Regions from separate parts of the Mus musculus genome. Here all the other regions are linked to region 1. A link is a contact called in public Micro-C data. All regions are on one chromosome and are shown on one strand. Each heading gives the region's core, a stretch centred on a gene start, on an enhancer-like site or on the middle of the called end of the contact. The rest is flanking DNA. Distances are from core to core; before and after follow the strand shown.

Region 1 (3,371 bases), core at 110-2,609:
GGTAATCAGTAAAGTGGCATAAGTGGGCGGGGCCTGGGGCGGGGGAATGGAGCTTCATAGAATAAGTGTGGAGACCCAGAGCGTCAGGGAAAGCATGCCCTGGCTTTGGTTAGTGAAAAAAGAAAGGAAGGAAGGAAGGAAGGAAGGGAGGGAGGGAGGGAGGGAGGGAGGGAGGGAGGGAGGGAGGGAGGAAGGAAGGAAAGAGAGAAAGACAACAAAGAAATAAAGAGAAAGGAAAAGTTACAATAAGAAAAGCAGGCAGCTGGCAGAGCTGAGGCTCTGCAGTGCTGCCCGACAGAAGGCGTGTGAGTGGCTTCCTCAAGGGAGCGGCTTCTGGGAAAGAAAGATGCATTATCTCATTAAGAGGAGAGCTAATCCTCCATTCTCCATAACATGACAGGCCTAGCAAAATTAACTCCTTTTTCTTTTCTTTTCCTTTTTTTTTTTTTTTTTTTAAAGATGAGTGTCAATATGTAGCCCTGATTGTCCTGCCATTCACTGTGTAAACCAGGCTGGCCTGGAACACACAGAGATCAGTCTACCTTTGCCAGGATTAAAGGCATGCAAACACCTCGTGCAGCCTGAACTAACTTTTAAAAGGTAGAGAGAAGAGTAAGTAACATTCCGGGTTAGAACCCAGGTAGAAGCCAGGGCGTGAAGTAGAACTTACATCCTATTCTTTTGTCCTGGTGGAACGAGCTTTGCCCTAATGAGCCTCAACAAAGCACAGATATGTCCAGTGGGAGAGGGCAAGACCTGCAAGAGTTTGTTTGCCAAGCTTAGGGCTACCAGAGCTCTTCAGCTGGGCCTCAAACTCAGGTTTTCTAGAAGAGTAGCCAATTCTCTTAACCACCAAGCTGTCTCTCCAACCCCAAGAGTTTTTTCTCCTTTAGTTTAAATCAATGGGATAAGAACCTTGAAAAGCCCAGTTTTGTTTCTCACTGTGTTCTGTTTTGTGGTTGTTTGCTTTGTGTTTTAGGCAAGGTGTTACTAAGTAGCCTTGATTGGCCTGGAACTTGTGGAGTCCAGGCTAGACCTGAAATCAGAAATCAGCATGCCTCTGCCTCCAGAGTGCTGGGATTCCAAAAGCTGGCACTACCAAACCTGGATTGAAAAATCTGGTCTTGAAAGAAGAGAACACCAGGAGAGAGATGGTTCTTCTCTCTGAGTGCTCTGCTAAAAGTTATCTTACCGGTGTCAGGTATCAGTTACAATCATCTTAATGCTTTGTAACATTGCTGCTTTTATTATAAATAGCAAGGGAATGAAAATGAGAAGCGGCCACTCCTGGGTATGGTAGAGGAGAAAGTTCCTGTTGAAGAGGTGAAGGTGAGCAGAGCCAGACGCATCCGGAATGCTTCAGACTGAACCCCACCCAGAGAGAAGAGGGGGTGGGGAGAGAGGGTCTGGAATGGCTCAGACTGAACCTCACCCAGAGAGAAGAAGGGGTGGGGAGAGAGAGGAAGACAAGAGAGAGGGAACGGAGAGAGCACATGGGAACCAAAAGAACCAAGAGGCCAAGAGTGGAATCAGGAACCAAAATGGCTGAGGTTACATAGGGAAGAACAGCTGGGGGAAGGGAAGTGAAGCTCGGGGGATGGAGAGGTTTAGGGCAGGGGGTGGGGTGAGAAGTGCTGGGCGGAGCCACTGGTACTGAGGGATGCTGAAGAGCTGGCCATCGCTGCTTTGATATCTTAATAGGTATCTCAGTTAGCCCTTTGTCTAGAGCTTCTCTGAAACCTAACAGAAAGCTTATCTAGATTTCAAAATGTTACTGTTTGTTGGTGTGCATCTCTTGTCATCTCCACCATAAAAGGGAAATTTAGCAGAAGTACTTGATAAATGTATGCATGCATCATTTTGCATATATTACATAGCAAAAAGCCTTGAAGCGGTGCCTGAAATAGAAGGCTATCAGCCAACAGAGGGTTTGCTTGTATGAATGGCTTTGACTTCCGTTTCAAATCGCCACTCAGATTAAAAATGCAAGTGGGTGGGATTATCTTCCATTGGATGTGATGTTCAAGGGAAATACCTTACCTGAGATACTACCCCCATATCTGTGGAGATAAGTCTGTCCCCAGTAATGATCAGCAGCTAGGATATGAAAGAGTAGAACTGTCACTCTCCCTTGTCAACTTGACATAACTGGGATGAGGAAATGTCAGTTGAGGGGTTGCCGCCATAAGATGGGCATGTGGCCATGTCTGTGGGGCATTTTCTTGACTGCTGGTTGATGGAAGGGGAACCAGCTCACGCTGGGTGGTACCCTCTCTAGGCAGGTGGGCCTAGGCTGTAAGAGAAAGGCAGCTGGGCAAGCCAGTAAGCAGTTCTTCAGTGGTCTCTGATTGAGTTCCTGCCATGGCTTCCTTCAGTGATAGACAGTCACCTTAGACAGTAAGTTTGCTCAGGGGCAGCTGACTCCAATTTTCTTTTTGGTTCAACAATGTTAGATTTTGATCATGCCCTTAACTAAGAGTTGTTGTTGTTGTTGTTTTGTTTTCCTCAATAATCTAGTGAACTACACATTGTAAATTGTCCTCATTGTTTTGAGACTTGACTGTCCATAAAATGTTTCATGGTATGTTGACCGTCTTACTATAAACCCATAACATGTCTGACCATAAATTCATAACACATACCTTTTCTATGATCATAAAAATCACTGCAAAATTCTAGGGTTTTTTCTTCTTCTTTTTTTAATAACTTGCTTGTTTGCCATAAAAAGGTCTTTCTGTTTCTGGTCTGGGCTGCTTCCATTCTCCTATACTTGAGGAGATTATAACTCTGGCCTGGCCATAAAAGTAAAGTTTTTGCCTTGCAACATCTTGGTGTTAGCACCTGGTTTTTGACACTATAACAGCTTGTAAGCCGAAGTTTCTTTTCAAAATTGCTTTAAAAAACAAAGAAGAGGAGGAAGAGGAGGAGGAGGAAGCTATGACTTTTACAATGAATGTGGACATGTCCTGTCCAACAGGACCCAGTTATTTGTGGGTACGAGGGGAACTGCAAACCTGCAAGAGAAATGGGCGGGAAAGAAGAGAGAGACCAAGGAGGATTCCTGTCAAGGTCTAAGTTTATTAGGCTGAAAAGCCAGGTAATAAGCACACAGTGGGGGGAAATAGGGAGGGGCTGAGGGGGAATTAACCAAGAACAAAGAAGCAGGCATCTGGGGATAAGAAGGATGAATTCTGACTGCAGGCAGGAGGCACTCTGAGTCTTATCCCAGGAATGTAGATTCCTCCTCAACAGCCCGGGGTGTCAAGCTGGGCTCAGCACATAACTCAGGTCCTTATAAGTCTTGGGAGTCAGGAAGAGATAAGGAAGAGGGGACTATAATTCAAAATTTTAGGGTCTTAGGTGTCAGGAAG
Region 2 (3,298 bases), core at 58-2,557, 140 kb before region 1:
CCGCTGAGCAGTTTGTCTGTATCGGAGACAATCCAAAAGCCTGCATTATAATTATCAGCTTGCCTGAAGTAGGCTCTCTAGTGCTTTGGAAGGTCTCTTAAGATTACTACCAAAGAGGGTTGGAATTCCCTCCAGTCTTAGAAAGTAATCCAGTCCCATAGTTCTTTGGATAAAGAATCTGTGTATGGCTGTGAGTCATTTGAGTTAACTTCAAATACTGAAATTTCAGATAGCGCAGGATTAGATTTCTACTACTGGCTAAACATTTTGCTGAGCAACAAAGGAGGTGCATATACAAATGTATGGGCGCTCCTCTCTCCCACTGGCTTCACCTTGAGCCTCTTGGAAATTTCACCAAACTCATAAACTTGGAAGTGTATTAAACATTACACGACAACGGGGAGATCATTTAGAAACAAAAACTGGAGCAACTTGAGATTATCATTTACATCAAATACAGAAAACGTTTGAAAAGATGACTTCGACATCAAAGACTTTTAGAGAATATCTAAAGAGAACATTGATTTTTAAGAATTAGTAAGTTAAATGTTGAAAGAGAAACTAATGGGACAAAGTAGCCTGAATAGGAGAGGCAGTATTCCCCTCAAATTTAAGTACATTTATCCATTGCTTTAAAAATCTAAATCTTAAACGTAGAGTTCAGATTTTCCCCCTAGTGTTGACTGCAGGAAGCAATTAAAAATTATTGAAAAGATGCAGTTTTCAAGTCGCATTTGCTGGACGTCAGACAATTGTTGTCTAAATAGCGAATCTCTTAAAATTAGATAGGATAAATATAACGAATCCACTAAAAGGACTTGTATGGCGAGTAACTCCTAAACTGTGCTTATGCAACGGTTATAGGTCGCCTTTGACTTACATGCGAATACTTTTATAGTGACTTTGGAAATATCAGGAATGTTAGACCATATTAAATCACAAAGATTGTTTTTAAAACGCCTTTAGGAACGAGGGAACTGTAAACACAAACTCCATAATCAGGTTGCTTTGGCCAGGCTTTAGGACAATTCCGTACAGGATTTCAAGTAAACGTTAATCCTTCAGAAGCTCCTTGGCCCTTTTCTGTGCTGCAGTAGCAGCAGCAGCACAAACAGGCAGCGGATAAAATTACCTGAAATCCGCCACCAAGCGGTTCCCATGCCCTCAGGTGCTCAAAGATGCTGCAGACGCGCCCAAGATGCTAGGCGACCGACCAGAGAGGCGCGTCAGCCCTGGAGCCCCGCCCCTACAAGCCCCGCCCCTAGCCCGGCTTCGCCTTAAGCCCCGCCCCGGTGTCGTCGCCTCCGCGGGGCTGAGGATGACGTGAGGAGAAAGCCGCGAACCTCTGCCTCCTGTGGGTGCTGCTGGGCCAGCGGTTCCCACAGCCCCGGAGCCAGACGTGCTGCGAAGCGCACCGCCGAGCTCTCCGGCCGGCGGCCCCCTCACTCCCTCCCAGGCCGGGCCGCTCCCTGTGCGGCCCCTGCGGCTCCTGGCACGGCCCCGCGCTCGGCTGCCGCCCTGGCGCGCTCCACTCTGTCGTCCCCGGACGGGCGCGGACCAGCTCGACCGGGGCGCCGGCGGCTGGGCAGAGGGCGCTGGCCCCGGGGCCGCGCCAGCGCGGCCACCAACCTGGGGCTGTCCGTGGAGGGCGAGTGCTGGTTTCGGGGCGAGGCGACGCCCTTCGGGGCCAACGGGCCGCACGCCGATGTGGCCGTGGGAACGACTCACCCGTTTTCCAGCTCGGGGTCGGGGTCGGGGTCGGCGCCCATGGGGGCCCCGCCTCCGTCTCCTGGCCTGCCCCCGTCGTGGGCCGCGATGATGGCGGCCCTGTACCCGAGCACGGACCTCTCGGGCGTCTCCTCCTCCTCCCTGCCTTCCTCCCCATCCTCCTCGTCGCCCAACGAAGTGATGGCGCTGAAGGATGTGCGAGAGGTGAAGGAGGAGAACACCTTGAATGAGAAGCTTTTCTTGCTGGCGTGCGACAAGGGTGAGAGCTAGGCCCCCTTCTCCACCTCCGGACACCCTAGCACCCACTCCCCGGGTCCGGCCCCTGCCTCAACTTAACTCCTGGCACTCGTGCTTTTCCTTGTGTGCAGCGGCTATTCCCACCTCTGTGCAGCCCGCAGGACTTCTGCCTAATTGAGCTTGAGCAGCAGGCAGGTAGGGCGGGGGCGGTGGACTCGCGCAGGTGGGACGTTTCCATGGCGAGGAGGGAGCCTTGATCCCAAAGTTGCCCCACTTCTGTCACTAATAAACTCTAGTTTGAAGTTACTTCTTCCTTTGGGAGCCAGAGGCTAGTTTTGGACCTAATCCGAAAATTCTACGAATTTCCCTTAAGACTTCTCCGATTTATGGGCTGTCACCTTGTAGGTTTGTTGTTGTTGTTGTTGTTGTTATTTTTAAAAAAGACTTTTACTTCTGTTTAGCATCAGCCAGCAGTGCCTTAGCCTGTTACAGTTGAGTAGTATCCCATTATCTTTAACACAAATAATACGAAAAATCCTGCCCTAGTTGCCGAAACTTTCCCCAAATTTCTGGAACCCCTTTTAAATGTCGGTATTTTTTATTAGGGAGAAAGATTTATTGCTTCAGAGAGTTGGAGGGAGGCAAAGGTAGTAAAAAAAAAAAAAAAGTAAATATAGGCGAAATAATGTGGAATATACTGGTTTTGAATCTAAAAATTGATCACTTTCTGGCCACATTAAAAGACAAGCATGGAACTTGGTTGCTCCCAGATTGCTTTTATCTCTTATCTGAAAAACAAAAAAAGTACTGAAACATTCTCATTCCTCAGTTAAGCAGTTGGATGTTGAAAGGCAGTGTTTATTTGGGAAAACGTTGTTGGAACCATGCAGACTTCTGAAGCCTACTTCCAGAGGCCAGCTCACACTATGGGAAAACTAGTTACAGAAGTTTTTGGATTTGTTCACATATAGAGGTTTAAGTCAACAACATCTCCCTAAACCTTTTAAAGCATTTGAGATAGGTTTTTGTTTTTTTTTACATGATTATGTTTAATCTTAGCCAGGCCAAAAGGCAATCCCTTCTTGACATTTCATCATGGATTTAGAGCCAGGATGGGGAGGGCAGAATTCCCCGTGTCCCCTGGTTCCTCCTAGTTGTCTTCTGTCACCTTCGTGAGAGGCTTGCTGCATTATAAGGAAGGATGCTTTAGGTTTCTGTAGCAGCTTTGTGTGCCTCGGGGCTCAGGATGGTTTCAAAATGTGCAACATTTCCTGGAGAATATATGCCACTGTTGTATTAACACCTTCCTTAATATATTTAGTGGTACTTTCTG
Region 3 (3,198 bases), core at 237-2,736, 250 kb before region 1:
TCAAACTTTTTTATTGTTGAATTATGTAAGTTTTTAATATATTAATAGCTGTTAAACTTAAAATTTTAATCATTTTAAAAAGTCTGTATGCGCATGTGAGATATATATGTATGTATGTACATATGAATATAGGTTCTTGTGCCACGGTACATGAGTTAAGGACAGGGAACAACCTCAGGTGTTGGTCCCTGCCTTCCAGAATTTCAGTGATGACAAAATTTGTATTATCAGTTTTCCAAAATCACTTTATCTCATATACTTTTAGACAGAAATTACTAAATTCAAATTTTTAATGATTTTTTTTTTTGCTCCCACAAAGTCTATTTGCCACATTCATGCAAAGTAAAAAAACAAACATACAAACAAAAAAACCCTTCAGACAGTACAAAAGTGGTCTTTTCATTTATCCTCTAATTTAGGTTTTCGGTTTTTGGTATGGCCAACAGGAGGAAATGAACATCGCTGCGGTGCAAAACTAAAAGGAAACTGATAGCTCACAGACTTAAGGTCAGCACTAACTCTACGTGCAAACTTTCCAGCCTGAGAGAACCGACTTGAGAACTCAATGGCTGCGGTGTCCTGACAGAGGAAAACCTAGAGCGCAGAAGGGGCGTGGCAAGCGCTAATTTCTGATTGGAACCCGGTTCTCCTTTGACTCTCGAGGTTGACAGAAACAAGGGGTTTGCTTCCCCCCACCCCCTTTTTTCTCTTGTCTTTGTCTTTCCAGAGGCAAGGTCTCACTATTTAGTCCTGGCTGGCCTAGGGGCACCTCTGCCACCCAAATTCTGGGATTGAAGGCGGCGAGCCTCAAAGAGGCAACTGCAGATGAACACCAACGCGTGTTTTAGTTTGGGGGACGCTGTGCACGTTGGACTCCGTGGACCCGTGGCCAGTCCCGGGGACTTCCGACTAGAGTAGCGGGCTGGCCGACGCTCGGCCTCTCTCGGAGGAGAAACCGCCGCGCTTCCCTCAGAAGCGGGGCCGTGATTCCCAAACAAAACCTCAGCCAATGGATTCCGTCAACAACGACCAAAGGACCAGGACCCGGGGGAAGTTTTCGGGAAGCAAACGAGTGTGGTAAGATGGCCAGAAGAGACCCTTCTCGAGGCCAAGCGGGAAGCAGCTCGCGTGGACTGGCTCCCCGCGAGCCGAGCCGCGGCTGCCACGGTCACCCCGGCACGTGGGTCGCCACGGCGCTCCGGCCAACTGCCACTGTGAGGGAGGGAACGGCGGCCACAGGCCGCGGCGCGGGCCGAGGAGACCCGGCGACTCGAAGCTGGCGACGACGCGCGGCCCTACCTGGCCAACTCCCGCAGGGCGGGGATCATGGACGCCAGCTCCAGCCCGTGGTCGCCCATGGTGACACCGAGCGGCTCTCAAAACAGCCGCCGCCGGCGCCGGGCTTCTCCACAGCCGCCTCCGGTGGAGAGGGCGGAGCGTCGACGGAGCCCCGCGAGGTCCAAAATTCTCCTCCCGGAAGCCGCTCTCGGTTGCGGTTGGAACCCTGGGGAAATCCCAGAGGCGACAGGGGCGGAGCCGACAGCGGACGTGCCCGCCCACTTTCCCTCCCAGGCGAGTGCGTGACCTACTCCACGGGTATTTTTTGCTCAAACCTGGATGCTCAGGGAAGCCGTAAGCTAGGATCTGGGTCGGAGAGGGACCTGACGACCCAACAAAGTTAGATATTTCACTATGTTCGAATGGCATATTTAACTAGGTAAGGCCATGCAGTAATCCTTACATTTGCTGTTTAGGACACAAGGGTAATTATTGATACAACCTCCAAAAATAAAATTAAAAAGTGGTGGAATGGCAGCCAGATGCGCTCTGACTGCAAAGCTGTACTTTGAACACCCATCCCTTTGCCCCGTTTCCTTCAGTGATGCCCTGTGACGAGGAACTTTAAGCTGAAGCAAACCTTTTCCTTCCCAGGTCACTTTCCATCATTGTGTTCCATCACAGCAATAGAAACCTAACATAGGACAGGCAACTATGAAAAATAGTGTATCTGCTAAAAAGCAAGAAAAGCTAGCTATTTTGAAATCATGTTGAGAAAGATGACAATAATGACAGAGCTGAGGGCACAGTCCAGTGGAAGAGCACTAACCTAGCTCGTGAGGCTCGGGCACAGAGGACCTAGAGTACTAAACAAACTACAGTTAAACGATTTTAAAAAAGAAGGCATAGTTGCACATGCCTACAATCCCCTTACTTTGGGTATAGAGGCAGAAGGATCAAGAGTTCAAAGCCATCCTTAGCTCTATAATGAGCTCAAGGGCAGTCTGGGATACAGGGGAACCCTGTCTCAAAAAACAAAACAAAACCAAAAGCCACTACCACCACCACCAACAACAACAACAACCCAGTATGTAATTCATCACTGAGTAGCACTGCAGTTCTGAAGTGCAGGACCCCAAACAGCAGAGCTCTGGCAAATCTAATCCAAAAAGCAATTTTTGAAACAATTATTTGTTTTTCACTTTACATTCCAATACCACCCCCTCTCCTCCCAGTGCCGTTGGTGGGCCACCATGGGCAGTCCACATATGTCCTAGGCTATCTGTGAATATGATCCAACACAACTGAGGGACAGCACCATCACCCAGTGTCGGTAAGTGGTAGGGAGGTACTGATAGCTCTCCACAGAGTGACAATAAGCTGGCCACAGCACTACATGGCTATAATTCTAGCACTTTAGAGGCGGAGGCAGCATGGTAACCAGCTTAAGCCGCCTTAGGTTACATGGTGAGGCACAGTCTGAAACAATAGCAAGAGCTAGTCAAAGCTACCCTTGAGTTTGGAGGGGGGTGCAAATCAGAATGAAAGGAAGCTGGCAGCCATTTATCTGGACAGCCTTAGTGATACACCAATAAATGAGAGGCAGATGCCAAGGCCAGTGTCGGTCCTCCCTCTGAGGACTCTCTCTCTCTGCCAAACTCTGCAGAAGAATTTTTCGTAAGGCTGATTCTATTTTCATCTCCCATTCAGTCCTAACCCAGTATTTATTATACTCTGCCCTTGTGTCCCTCCCCCTCCCTGCCCTAATTCTCCCCAGAATCACCAACAGTTTCTCTTTTTCTCCTGTTGCTGCTGTTGTTGTTGCTTATTGAGATTGGGTCCCCCATAGCCCAGGCTGGCCTTGAGCTCACTATGTAGCTGAGGATGACCTTGAACTGCTGATCTTCATCCCACCTTCTG

Evidence for each region. A called contact is a pair of places that touch in the nucleus more often than the background predicts.
Region 2: a contact with region 1 is called in a Micro-C map of embryonic stem cells, with 2.9 times the contacts expected there. The contact joins the promoter of Trpc1 here to the enhancer-like site in region 1. A contact is called at or near these places in 8 of 39 promoter capture datasets (the HPC-7 cell line, cranial neural crest, embryonic stem cells and 5 more), 2 of 484 Hi-C or Micro-C datasets (both in embryonic stem cells) and 1 of 9 other capture datasets (adipose tissue).
Region 3: a contact with region 1 is called in a Micro-C map of embryonic stem cells, with 4 times the contacts expected there. The contact joins the promoter of Atr here to the enhancer-like site in region 1. A contact is called at or near these places in 17 of 39 promoter capture datasets (the 3T3-L1 cell line, the C10 cell line, the HPC-7 cell line and 10 more), 38 of 484 Hi-C or Micro-C datasets (the C2C12 cell line, the G1E-ER4 cell line, the HL-1 cell line and 16 more), 13 of 115 datasets of contacts at active chromatin or transcription factors (cardiomyocytes, embryonic basal ganglia, embryonic forebrain and 8 more) and 2 of 9 other capture datasets (adipose tissue and embryonic stem cells).

What each region holds. Positions count from the first base shown.
Region 1 is chr9:95,610,564-95,613,934 of GRCm38.p6, reverse strand. No RefSeq gene overlaps it. Among named protein-coding and RNA genes, the nearest start is that of Gm25582, 12 kb to the left of the region's middle. Within about 2 kb of position 1,359, at least 14 of the 459 cell types and tissues checked have an H3K27ac peak or open chromatin away from gene starts, as enhancers often do. A contact at or near this core is called in embryonic stem cells, muscle stem cells and neural stem cells, where this site is marked.
Region 2 is chr9:95,748,357-95,751,654 of GRCm38.p6, reverse strand. Trpc1 (transient receptor potential cation channel, subfamily C, member 1) reads left to right here and starts at 1,307. Exons shown (of 13, transcript NM_011643.4): 1 at 1,307-1,987. The coding sequence starts at 1,816.
Region 3 is chr9:95,855,885-95,859,082 of GRCm38.p6, reverse strand. Atr (ataxia telangiectasia and Rad3 related) reads right to left here and starts at 1,486. Exons shown (of 47, transcript NM_019864.1): 1 at 1,300-1,486. The coding sequence starts at 1,358. It overlaps 1700065D16Rik (RIKEN cDNA 1700065D16 gene), which reads left to right and starts at 1,201. Exons shown (of 2, transcript NM_001271569.1): 1 at 1,201-1,576. The coding sequence starts at 1,327.